Linked DNA regions of Macaca mulatta: region 2 is linked to region 1. The links are chromatin contacts, called in public Hi-C maps. All regions are on one chromosome and are shown on one strand. Each heading gives the region's core, a stretch centred on a gene start, on an enhancer-like site or on the middle of the called end of the contact. The rest is flanking DNA. Distances are from core to core; before and after follow the strand shown.

Evidence for each region. A called contact is a pair of places that touch in the nucleus more often than the background predicts.
Region 2: a contact with region 1 is called in a Hi-C map of blood, with 3 times the contacts expected there. The contact joins the promoter of RAB5A here to the promoter of KAT2B in region 1. A contact is called at or near these places in 4 of 14 Hi-C or Micro-C datasets (blood, cortical neurons, fetal cortex germinal zone and 1 more).

Annotation. Positions count from the first base shown.
Region 1 is chr2:28,522,073-28,528,299 of T2T-MMU8v2.0, reverse strand. KAT2B (lysine acetyltransferase 2B) reads left to right here and starts at 3,069. Exons shown (of 17, transcript XM_028843649.2): 1 at 3,069-3,403. The coding sequence starts at 3,101.
Region 2 is chr2:28,611,832-28,618,058 of T2T-MMU8v2.0, reverse strand. RAB5A (RAB5A, member RAS oncogene family) reads left to right here and starts at 3,474. Exons shown (of 6, transcript NM_001261148.2): 1 at 3,474-3,868.

The sequences.
Region 1 (6,227 bases), core at 1,820-4,319:
ATGCAAAGGCCCTGAGGTAGGAAAGCGTTTCCTGAGTTTGGCTGAAGTATACTGCAGCACCAGGGAGAATGGGAAGGGGTGGACCTTGTCAACTTCTTGTTATATAATATCATGTTGTGAAGTTGAAATTTTATTTTATTGCTATGCACCTTTTAAAATCTTTTCATTACTTTTGAATTTCCCATGCCTTTATTGAACATATACAAAATTGTGCTTATATGTCAGTGTGAGTTTGTTTTTAACATAACTGCTGCACTGAGATTTATTCAACAGTGTTTCTTAGAGATCTATGTTATTATATTTTTATAAAGGTCATTCTGTATAACAGCTATAAAATATTCTATTGTGTGAATATACCACAAGTAACCTCCAGTGGTCAGCCTGCCTCTACTATGCCCACTCTCCAGGCTTTTATTTCCTGAATGTAGCTTCTTTACCTCAGTAAGTGGTAAACACTTTGTAAATGAAAACATTGCCTTTTATTTTCTTGGTAGTCATTTCTTAAAAGTACTGTGTGCACAGAAAGAGCATATTGAATGCTTACAACAACCTAGTTATGGAAAAGCAATAAGCCTCCTGAATCCTTTGCCCTTGAAATTTCCTTGCCTGGTGCTCATAACACACTTTGAATAGGTCTTGAAACTGCGGGCCTTCAGCCTAAGGCAGTATGTCATCTGGGTACTCTGAGCAGGGAAATAATGAAAAATAATGTTCAGTTAATGGCACAAGCCATTCGCCACACAGACAGTGATGGTTTTCAGAGTGGATTGAAAGGAGAATGGCTAATTCTGCTTCAAAACATCCTGGAAATTGTCTGCCTCCTGAATTCTGAGGGACGCTTGGGAGGAGGAGGTGATAGGTGACTTAATGTTAAATCCGGGTTCCCTCCCCCAATATGTTACTGTGAAAATTTTCAAACATACAGAAAAGTCGAAAGAATTGCGCAGTGTGCCCATTACCTAGACTCTACTATTATATGGTCCCCTATTTGCTTTATCGTATCTCTGTTCATCCACCCTTTACCCATGCATAGAGGCATCCATACATCTTATTTTTGACGCATCTCAAAGTACAAAGAGCACCATTAAATAGAGTTCAATGCTTGTAATTCTTTTCTTTTTTAAAAAAATTTTGAGGCAACATTTACATCCAGTGAAATGTACAAATCTCAAGTGGACCATTCCATCAGTTTGACAAACGCCTACAAGGTAGAACCCAAGCTCTTATTAGTATTTGTTAAATCCATGTTAGAGTTTGATCAGAGAAGCACAGCCTTTAAGACTCTCACCCTGCTTTGAGGAGAATGGCAAAAATCTGCGAAATTTCTCAGCAGAGTCAGGAGAGAGTACCACTGGTAACGTGAAGCACGTCAAGCTAAGAAAGGAAGCACTGAAGTTAATTGTCCTGAACGGAACCTGATAAGAATCTGCCATTTCATCCCCTCAAGACTGGACTCAAGTTGGGAGAGAATATTGCCTTTTGCCCTGTCTAAACTAATATCACTGTTTAGATCTACAAAGTCCCCCACCTTCCCATGTTTATGTATTACACTGCATTACAAGTCAAAATAACACAGAGAATCTGGAAAAAGGAGAAGGGGAATGTTTCCAACGAAAAGCACACCCCTTAAGGCGTCTGGCCTGAGAGCTATATAGCATGCATAAAATCTGATAATAAGCACATTATGACCCACATTGCATATAACAAAAAGTAGGGCACTTCTGAAGGGTCCTGAGAAACAGCCCTGGACTTTTAAAACCTGCTTTAAGAAGGCGATCAACCGTACGCCACTTTCAAACGCAGCACTGACATGTATGCTCCACAGTCATCAACAGAGAAAACAACAGTTTTCAACAAGAGTTGAAAACTGAGTTGAGGGTTTTTTTTTTTCTTTTTTTTTTTTTTTTAAGTTTGAGGCCAAAATCGGTATTTATTCTTTTGAATGATGCTTATATCTTTTTCCTGGTTAATATGCACGCTGGTGGTACAATTTTGAAAACTACGTAACGTGATAGAACCACCACCCAGAAACGAGTCCTGTTAACAAACTTTTTGTATTCAAACTTTTTCCACTGCACATAGTTTTTATTTTGACAATGCTTTTAGACAATCGTTCTTTTAGCAACCAGCACTTTCAAACAAAAAGTACAGGGAATAGTAAGTTTTTTCCCCCTCCTCTGGCAGATTTGACCCACAAATTGCTATAGGAAGAAAGTGTTAATTATATTAAAACATAGTTTGACAGAAAGTATTTAAAAAGAGAAAGGGAAAACATCACGCTTTTATTTTGGTGAATTAGCAACAAAGAAAAGGATTAGCATGGACGGGTACTTTTCAAAAATATTTTTTTTTTCCTCTGGCTCCCGCTAGGGTGGAGGAAGTTGTCTCTGCTCAGAGACAGGGTGGAAGAGAGTGGAAGGACAAATGACTGAGAGGCGGCCCCCTCCCACTGGTGCGGGCGTGCGGGGGTCGGATGGGGGGCCGCGGAGGGGGGAGGTGGCCAGCAGGTGCCTGGGCTCCAGTCCCCTACCCCCACCCTCGTCCCCACCCTCACCCACACCCAGGGATTGGCCTCGCCCCCTGGCGGGCGAGCAGTAGGTGTCGAGGCACTGGGGTGGGGGGTGCAAACCTCGCGGGCAGCGGAAAAGAAGCCGTGGGGGGCCTCCCGGCCCCGGCACACACTGCGAGGCTGGCACCCGCCCGCACGCACACCCAGTCCGCAGCCCCGAGGAACATGTCCGCAGCCAGGGCGCGGAGCAGAGTCCCGGGCAGGATAACCAAGGAAGGGCGTGTGCTGTGGCGGCGGTGGCAGCGGCAGCGGCAGCGGCAGCGGCAGCGGAGCCGCTAGTCCCCTCCCTCCTGGGGGAGCAGCTGCCGCCGCCGCCGCCGCCGCCACCATCAGCTCGCGGGGCCCGGCCGGAGCTAGCCCGGCGAGCGGCGCGCGAGGGGGAGGGCGGGGGCGGGGAGGGGGGTGGGCGAAGGGGGCGGGAGGGCGTGGGGGGAGGGTCTCGCTCTCCCGACGACCAGAGCCCGAGAGGGAGACCCTGGCGGCGGCGGCGGCGCCTGACACTCGGCGCCTCCTGCCGTGCTCCGGGGCGGCATGTCCGAGGCTGGCGGGGCCGGGCCGGGCGGCTGCGGGGCAGGAGCCGGGGCAGGGGCCGGGCCCGGGGCGCTGCCCCCGCAGCCCGTGGTGCTGCCGCCCGCGCCCCCGCAGGGCTCCCCCTGCGCCGCTGCTGCCGGGGGCTCGGGCGCCTGCGGTCCGGCAACGGCAGTGGCTGCAGCGGGCACGGCCGAAGGACCGGGAGGCGGTGGCTCGGCCCGAATCGCCGTGAAGAAGGCGCAACTACGCTCCGCTCCGCGGGCCAAGAAACTGGAGAAACTCGGAGTGTACTCCGCCTGCAAGGTACGCGCTCGCCGTTCTCGGACCGCGGATGGGTGCTAGGGGCCCAGCCCGCGGGACCCCCCTCCCCCTCCCGCTTCCACCTCCGCCTCCCGCCTTCTGCCTTCTGCCTCTCGCCTCCCGCCTCCCGCCTGGGGCCGCTGCACCGCGGAAGTGCTCTTGTCGCCCGAGCCCAATTAGCTTCTTCTTGGATAAGAGTCCTGCTGGGTTTGAAGAAGGGGATCACTAAGACGGAGAGCCCTTCATTCCTTCCGCTTGAAAGGAGTAGCTTCGGAATCCGAGCTCCCGGGCTACTCTGGGGTTTTGTTGCTCTGTAGGAGCTCGCTGGAGTCACTTTCGCGGGAGTGGAGCGGTGCTCTCCATGTGGTGGGCGACCCAGGGGCAGGGAAACATCTTTTGGGGGACTGAGTGGTCCCTTCTGCAGTCGATCCCTTCCCGTGTCCCACTGGGAGGAACTGGGTGCAAGGAGTCGGGGTGGAGAAGACTCCCGGACTCCTGGCGCTTTGGGAAAGCGAAGGGGAGGAAAGCGCGGGGTGCGAAGGTGGGCAGAGCCCGAGGCGAGGGTCTTGTGGCGCCTGACGCCCTCGGCTGGGGGCGGAGGCGCTGCCGCGCGCAGTGACAGCCCTGTCATTATTGTATTATTACTTGTTTAGTTAAAACGCTGTCCCAGCTGCTCGAGGTGTAAACAGGATTTGGCAAGGTGACAGCCCAGCGCCGCGGACGCTACTGCTTGGTTTGAGGACACCCATTTCTTGCTACCCACTCTCCGTGCCAGTTTAGGCACCCTGTCATCCCCAGCTGCAGATCCAGATGTGGGGGCCGTGCTCCCGAGGTGGGAGGATTGCCCGAGGCCGCGGGGCAGGCTGGCCCTGCGCTGTCAGCAGCGGCTTTGTTTTGACAGGGTGACAGCTGAGGGGGGCGGGGACTTGGCCTTGTCAGCTCCTGCGGCCTGTGGCAGAGGCAGGGAAGAGACACACTCACACACACTCACACACCTCCCTGTATTCTTCCTGCCTGCTGCAAAGAGGGTCAAGTTCCCAGATTCCGGATTCCCAATTCCCACAACCAAGCTGCAGTGGCCACTTCTGAATTTTGATATAACTATTATTTATTCTACTGGAACATCTGGGTTATACTCTTCTTAGTACTTACAGGAGCTTCTTAGTCACAATGGAATGTCTGTGCTTGCTCTTTTTCCACACCGTATCCTCATGTTTATGTTGAGCACCTCTGTATCCTATACTGGTTCGATAAATATTTGTTGAGTGAATGTGGGATCTAGCCCAGTGCTCCTCAAACTTTCATGTGCATGGGAATCTCCTGGGGAAGCTGGTTAAAATGCTGATTCTGAATCAGGTGGTCTGAGGTGGAAGCTAAGAGTTTGCATTTCTGACGAACTCCCAAGTGGCACTACGCTAGTCCACAGACCACATTCCAATTCAGACCTGGACAGTATATTATTTGTCCCCGTTGAATTTAGCAGAAAAGACAGAAACAAATAATAATGCCGTGTGGTTATTTCTGAAGAAGGAATGCAAAAAAGATGAAGTGGGGAGTGTGCTTTTTGAAAGGTGCAAGCCCAGGAGTTGATCATGAAGGGCATTAGATGAATGAGAACAGGCCACTGACTGTAGTAGGCAGAAGGGAGAGCTAGGTACAGAATTAAGAACAAGGTCGTGAGTTCAGGGCATACTGCTTGGGTGATGGATACACCAAAATCTCACAGATCACCACTCAAGAATTTATGTAATCAAACACCACCTGTTCCCCCAAAACCTATGAAAAAAAAAAAAGCAAGGTCAATTACTTGGTGGCCTTGGCGTTTTGCAGCCAAAGTGGGCTCATGCAGGAACTGTGTCAACTCAGTGTTTCTGTCCTGGCTTTATTTTAACATTTGTTTATTGGGTTATCATTACCAGCACCTCTTAAAGACTTCCTGCTGCCTGCTGTAGCTTTAATATCTGAAAACTTTCCTGAAGTTTTGGTTTTGTCTAAAACCATGAGCATATGTGGCCTGCATTGATGTTTTTGATCTTTTCAAATTTCCATGGGTGAGATGTAGCACCACTTCCAAAGTTTGAGATTTGAGTGTTTTCTGGTCACTTTCATGACCAAACAAGAGAAATAGAAAATTTATTTTAAGGCCTTTTTTTTTTTTTTTTTTTTTTGAAACAGGGTCTCACACTGCCTGCAGGCTGGAGTGCAGTGGCATGATTGTAGCTCACTGCAGACTCAATCTCCCTGGGCTCAGGTGATCCTCCTACATCAGCCTCCTGACTAGCTGGGGCTACAGGCATGCACCAGTACACTATTATTATTATTTTTTTTATTCTTTGTAGAGACAGGGTTTCACCTTGTTGCCCAGGCTGTTCTCGAACTCCTGAGCCCAAGCACTTTGCCCGCCTTGGCTTCCCAAAGTGCTGGGATTATAGGCATGAGACACCATGCCCGGCTGAAAGTGTTCATTTTTATGTGTCCATTCATTCAGTAAATATTTGGAGGGTTACCAACTGGGTGTCAGGCATTGTGCTAGGTGCTGGGCCTATGACACACAGAATTTGTCCTTCAGGAGTTACTTACTGTGTGTGTGCACAAGTGCATGTGTGTGCATGCATGTGTTGGGGCCTAGGGAGGAGGGCAGTGAACCAGAATTACAGAGAAGTTCAGAAAAACTACTTTCTTGGAGTACTTGCGGACCCAGAGCAGGACAATTCATAGACTGGGGCACTGGTAGGGTGGGATTGCCTTCCTGGAGGAAGTGTCAGTGGCTGCTAAGAACTCTTGGCAGGGCAGAGTGGGGTGGGGTGAAGCTTCTTGTAGTGGAGAA
Region 2 (6,227 bases), core at 2,225-4,724, 89 kb before region 1:
TGTATTACTTATTATAAGTAATCTGAAGATGATTTAAAGCATACAGAATAGCCTACATGCAAATACTACACCATTTTACATGAGACTAGAGCATCTGTAAATTTTGGTACCCTCATGGTGGGGGAATAGGGGAGTGTCCAAGAACCAGTCACCAGCAGATGGACTGACTGTATAACCCAACCCCTATTTCATGGAGCTTATCGTCTAGTAAGGATAGATAACCATCAAGTGGAACGATGCAAACTATCGTATCAAATGGTGCTAAGTGTTATGAAGACTGCATAATATCATGTCAAATGGTGCTGTTATGAAGACAACAGACCGCTTCGACATGTAAGAAAGCACTTTAGAATTAGTGGGCTTAGAAGTCCCTAAGGCAGATGACATTTGAGCTGAAGCCTGAATGATGCCCTCCAAAGACACAAACTTTTTAAGCATGACTAGCTTAAGTTTTCACAGCCTTTTATTCACTCACTTGCTGCCATGCCAATGTTTCAGTTACTGTTGGTTTGTCTCCAGGAAAAATTTTGAATTGTCTCCAGATAGCTCCAATTAAAAGTAAATGTAAACTTTCATTATCATCTATGCAAAGATTCATTCTTTAGCTACACAAGGGAGGACAGATTTCCTGGAAGAGAAGGAAAAGGGTATGGGGACCTGTGAATGGTTGAGAGGCGCCTGCCACTGGGAATTTGTTATTGAGTATTTAGAGATTTGAGGGCAGTATAAGCACCAAAGACAGTGTTTAAGTCTTTATGATTATTTCTCCATTTTGTACCTTCCGTAACAAATTCTATCAACTGGTAGGACTCCACATTTGACACTAAAATATATACAATTATCAGTCCTCCTCAGTTATCTGGGGCTATGAAAAAGAAAACACAAGCATATTGCAAGTGGCAATACAACAACAGAGCTTTACTGTAGCATTTTAATTCCTCTAAAATTACTACTGGATCTTTAGAAATGCCAGCCACCAGGGCAGCACTCTTCCAGGCAAACATTATGACTAAACTGTAAAATATTGTGAAATGTATTCATGAAGGAGGTGAAGACAAAATCAGTAAACAGGAATGAGTGAGGAAGCAACATACTGGAACGATGAAACAGGGAGTTTTTTGCAATTTGTAAACTTCAGCATCAGATGTTTCGTTGTGAGGTCTTGTTAGTCCAATGTTCACAATTCTAAATGTAATTAAGTTCACCAATACTTTGGGGGTTCCTATTATAGCAGTCAAAGGTCTTTTGTGAAGAACTGAAATGATGAATAACTGATCGTCACAGCCCTTAAAAACCTTATAATTGAAGGAAAGGCTAAGGAGTAAAGTCCAGGTGCTCATTAACTATTAAAATAAGGCAGATTTTAAGACAGATATTATAGGGAGCAAGGCAAAGTATTGTGAAATTACAGAAAAAATAATAATTAAATCCAGTAGAAGTATCTGCAGATGCTGTCTAGAGGAACTGGTGTCCTGGCTGAGATGGAGCCAGCAGTTATGGGCAATAGTAGTGTTTCAGGTGGAGAAAAAAAAGTGATCAGACACCAAGATGGCAACACACAGGCAATATTCAGGGAACACAGATACGTGTGGTCAGGGGACAAATAAAGAGTTTGGGGAGAGGGATTCTATAGAAATAGAATGAAAGAAACGTGGGTTGGGACTAGAGTTAAAGAACTTTAGACTGGCAAGTAATGAGATAGCATTGAACATTTTTCTAGTAGAGTGGCTAGTGTAAAGAATGGACAGAAAGAGCAGCAGTATGCATTAATTTCAGTTTATATAAATACTACCATGGACCAGGTGTTGAGATTAGACCTCAAATTTGGGGATTAGATAATTTGTTGATAGAATGGACAATGGTTTGTGAGAAGAAAGAGTTGAAGATGATTCTGCAGTTCCAAGTCTGGGTGACTGGGAGGATGTTAATGCCATTCTCTAAGCAGAAGCAGGTTTGGAGTGGAATAGGTTTGGTTTTGGGCATGCTGTTGACATGACAAAACTGATGTCACATATCCTATTTCCTGATTCCTCCTGGGATTGTTTCAGAGCTATCACCATGATTAATAGTTAATATTGGAACAACTCCTTGAGAATAAAATGCCACAGGTACCATTTATATATGACACATTACGTTCTTCTGGCAACTGGGTAGTTGACCTGAAAGACTGGCTGTTCGAAGTTCAAATCATCTTCATTACACAATGCTGCCGACTGCACGCCCACAGGATACCTTAACCCGGTATGCTTCAAGGACAATATTCTCGCCATCACAACAGAGCTATACATTGTAAACTGCAAACTGAAAAGTTGCCTTTATTCTGAAGGAAAATCAATTTAATATTCTTCTACCAAATTACCAAAACAATGTTTCTGGCGGAGGCTGGGGAGGGGTTGGTGGCAGAAGCCTTTCTAGAGACTGACTATTGTATGGGATTCACATCTTCAGTAGGTCCCCCGAGGAGGGTAACGACGTCTCGGGTAGTCTTTCACCAGAATTGTGTTCAACAACTCATGTTCTGGAGCCAAGCCGCAGATCAGAATCCAGCTTAGGCACCACACAGCAGTGTTCTCGGACAAGTTACTCAATCTCTTGTGTCTCAAATTATTTACCTGTAAAATATCTACAACTAGAACTGAAAACTTGGCTGCCAGGCACTGGGCTGGACACAGATTTACAGCGGTGAGGACAACCAAGGGGAACTAAAATTCGAATGTAGGGAACAAACGATTAACAAGTTAGTTTCAGAATGAAAGACTCCTAGCGTAAGAATTCAATTGGATAATTCCTGTAAAGCATTTAGTACAGTAAAGAGCGAAGAGAGATTTTGAATAAAAGGTAGATGCTATTTTAGGATTTGGCCCTCCCCGCCCCCTACCAAAACCACGTAAACTCTTAATAGAAGCGACTTTTGTCAGGCGCCTAAAGGCGGCTTTTAGGATAGGAAGGGTCCTCTCTTCCTACTTGGGGTAAATGCGTTTTACCAGCCTTTACCGACCCACCCAACCCCAGGGACATTTTTTGGGGGGAGGTTCTCTAGTGCTAGACAAGTTCTCTCTAATAAAGCCCCTTCGACGAGGTGCCAGGATTGGGGTGAGGGAACCTTGCCGCTCCCACAAGGGCTGGGCACAAAAAACAAACAAAAAAATAAGATATTTTGGTCTTCCCCCAAAGCATAGTAAAAGAATTTCCCCCGAACCCGGCCGCCGGGAGCCCAGAGACCCCCCAGCCCAAATAACAATGGCGCTGGAGAGGGCGTGGCCGCGCGTACCTGGGGTGGGGGAAGGGAAGAAAGGCGGCCAGCTCCGGTCAGAGCCACTCGCAGGGTCACGTGACATCTTGCCTCGCCCCGCCCCGCGAACAGACCTGGGCGGGGAGGGATTCGGGAAGGGGCGGGGAAGCGGATGGAGCGGGGGCACTGGCGATGACGGGAAGTGACGAAAGGGCGTAGTTCGCTGCGTGCGGCGACGTGGCGGCGGGGCCGACACCGGACAGCGGAAGTGGCTCCGGCGGTGGGACTTGAGTGTTTGTGTTTTGGTTCGTGAAGGCGCCGGCGGCTGGCCTTAGGGGAGGAGGCAGAGGGAGGAGGAGGAGGAAGACTTCGTCGGAACTCCAGCGCCGGCGGCTGCGGCGGAGGAGGGGAAAGGAAAGAGGAAGGCGGAGCGGCGAGAGGCGGAGACGGAGCCCGACAGGGGCGGCACCACGGCAAGAGCCCCGCACAGTCCAGTGTGAGGGGAGCGACGCGAAGAGCAGACGGCGCCGCCGCCGCCACCACCACCGCCATAGACACACACTCATCCTACGGGCCACGCCTGGGCCTTGGTGCCAGGAAGCTTCGGCCCCGCAGCCCGGCTTGCTGCGGTCTCAGGTAACCGAACCGCCTCTCCCCCTGCGCAGTGGGGGTCTGGACCCCAGGTTATCCGCGATCCCCAGCCTGTCCGCGGCCCTGCGGGTACTAAGACCCCCGCCCCTTCTCCCTCATGCGCAGCAGTAGCCTGGACCAGAGAACTATCGAACCCGGCGTCTTGTTCTGCCAGCCCTGGTGACTCATCCTCAAGGGGCTCTGGAGACCGGGATTTGGGGACTGACTGAGGGAGCGACGGGTGTCACCCTTTCCCTTCTCAAGATGGCGCCGTGGAAAGTGTACTGGAGGCCGCGGTTCCGCCTGGTCCCTGTGCTGGCAGTCCTGGGGGTCTCGGTCAAAGCCAGCCAGGTTCGGGGGAGGAGGTTGGAAAGGCCAAGGGACCTGGCGAGTGGTGCTTATCCAGGCGATCTGGAGTTGGCTATAAGCTACTCAGGTGCTCTCCAAGCAGGAACCCGGGCCTACTGCAGGTGTGAATGTGGGGAGCTCCGCCTACCTGCAACTTCCAAAGACGTGTAGTGTCGGTGGGTGGGAGACTCGTCAAAATGGGCCGTCTAGAGACTCTTGTCTTATGTATGGAAGGTAGTGAACTACAGCGTTAAATAAATTCGAGATAACAGGACCGCTGAATTCCTTCAATGGGTAGAGACCATGAAACTTGTTCTGATGTTATCTTTCCTGGAAGCTGTTTACCTCTGAGACTTTCAAACTTTTAAGTTCTGAACGTCATAGTTCACATACTTGGTTTTTGTCTTGCTTAAGTGGAATCAAAGCGTTCAATCAGTTGCCTTTTACATAATAAGAAAAAAACACTTGCACATCTCTGGGAATACTCAAGACTGCTCATAAACTTTATTCCTAAAGTAAAATGGAAATGATAACTCAGCATTTGTGTAAGCAAAGTACATGAAACAGTGCCTGGCACAAAATAAGTGCCCAATTTTTTGATCAAAGAACACTTAGAAGGATTTTAACTATAGAATGAATAACAGTTATTTTCAAAAGATTACAAATGTATATTATGCAAAATTCTTGTTTTGCAAAACAAGTGTCAGTAAGCAGTGAATACAAATGAATACACGTAATTTTTAACCTTCGTGTTATGCTAAGTGTGTATTTACTATTAACTCTAGTTATTTCCTGTTTGAGATCCTCAAGGGGAGTAGCCACAGTTAAGTAACTTTAAACCTTAAAAGTCAAAGTGAAATCAGAATCTTGTTTGATTTTTTTTTTATGGGAATCTGATGTTTTGCCTGAAATTTTGAAAGTACCGTAGAAATTTGGAGCATGTTGTCCTTGATAAGTAATTTCGTGTTTTTGTAGATAAAAAGACAAATGGAAAATGTTTTAATTGATACTGCTTGTGTAATATCTGAAGATGTATTGGTGCATTTTCAGTACATATGATGTTCTCTAGATATTTTCTTATCAAAGGACCACGTTATTGACAATTTCAATCCCTACTATGTTTATTAGAGATTGTTTACATGTATTGTTTCATTTAATTGTCACAGCAGCTATGCAAGTTAGATATTATGGGAATAGAGACTTGGAAATTAAAGAATTTGCCCAGGCGGAAATTGGTATAGCCAGGATTAGACCCCCAAGTCTGGTATGTTTGTGGGGAGGGGGATTTTTATTTATACGTCGTTATTTAGAAGCAACTCAGATATTACCTCAATTAATCTGTACATATTTCAGAATGTAATGGTAAAAGATAAGGACTCTAGAAAGCTGGTGTTTAGTTAAGGCAGGGAGGTAGTTTTATTGCCTTAAGAACTAAGATCTCGTGGACATGTTAGGGAATTCAGTATCAAGAGCATATTATAAACTGATTTTATGGGAAAGGCGTATTTCTTTCTTTTGTTTTTAATATAGAGACAGGGTCTCACTGTTGCCCAGGCTGGTCTCAAGCAGTCCTTCTTCCTCAACCGCCAAGTGTTGGAATTTACCAGTATAAGCCACTGTGTCCAGTGTGAAAGACATATTTCTTACATGAGGTAGCTAAGTGAAATATAGCAGGGTTTTTAGAGAGGGAATCATCAGGTTTAATATATTAGCATATATTCGGATTTTGATTAAAGATAGAAGGAAACTGTTAAGATTGGTTTGTGAGTGGATTGAAAAAGGTTCTTCAAATATTCACTAATTCCTTAGAGATTAAAAATTAGCACAGAAGTTGCCATTCAGGCTAGATTTTTTTAATGTGTTGTTTAAATAAAAAATAATGGCCTGCAGGCTGGGTGTGGTGGCTCACACCTGTAATCCCAGCCCTTTGCGAGGCTGAGGCAGGAGGATTGCTTGAGCCCGGGAATTCAAGATCATGCTGGGCAACATAGCAGGACAGTGTCTCTACCAAAAAAGT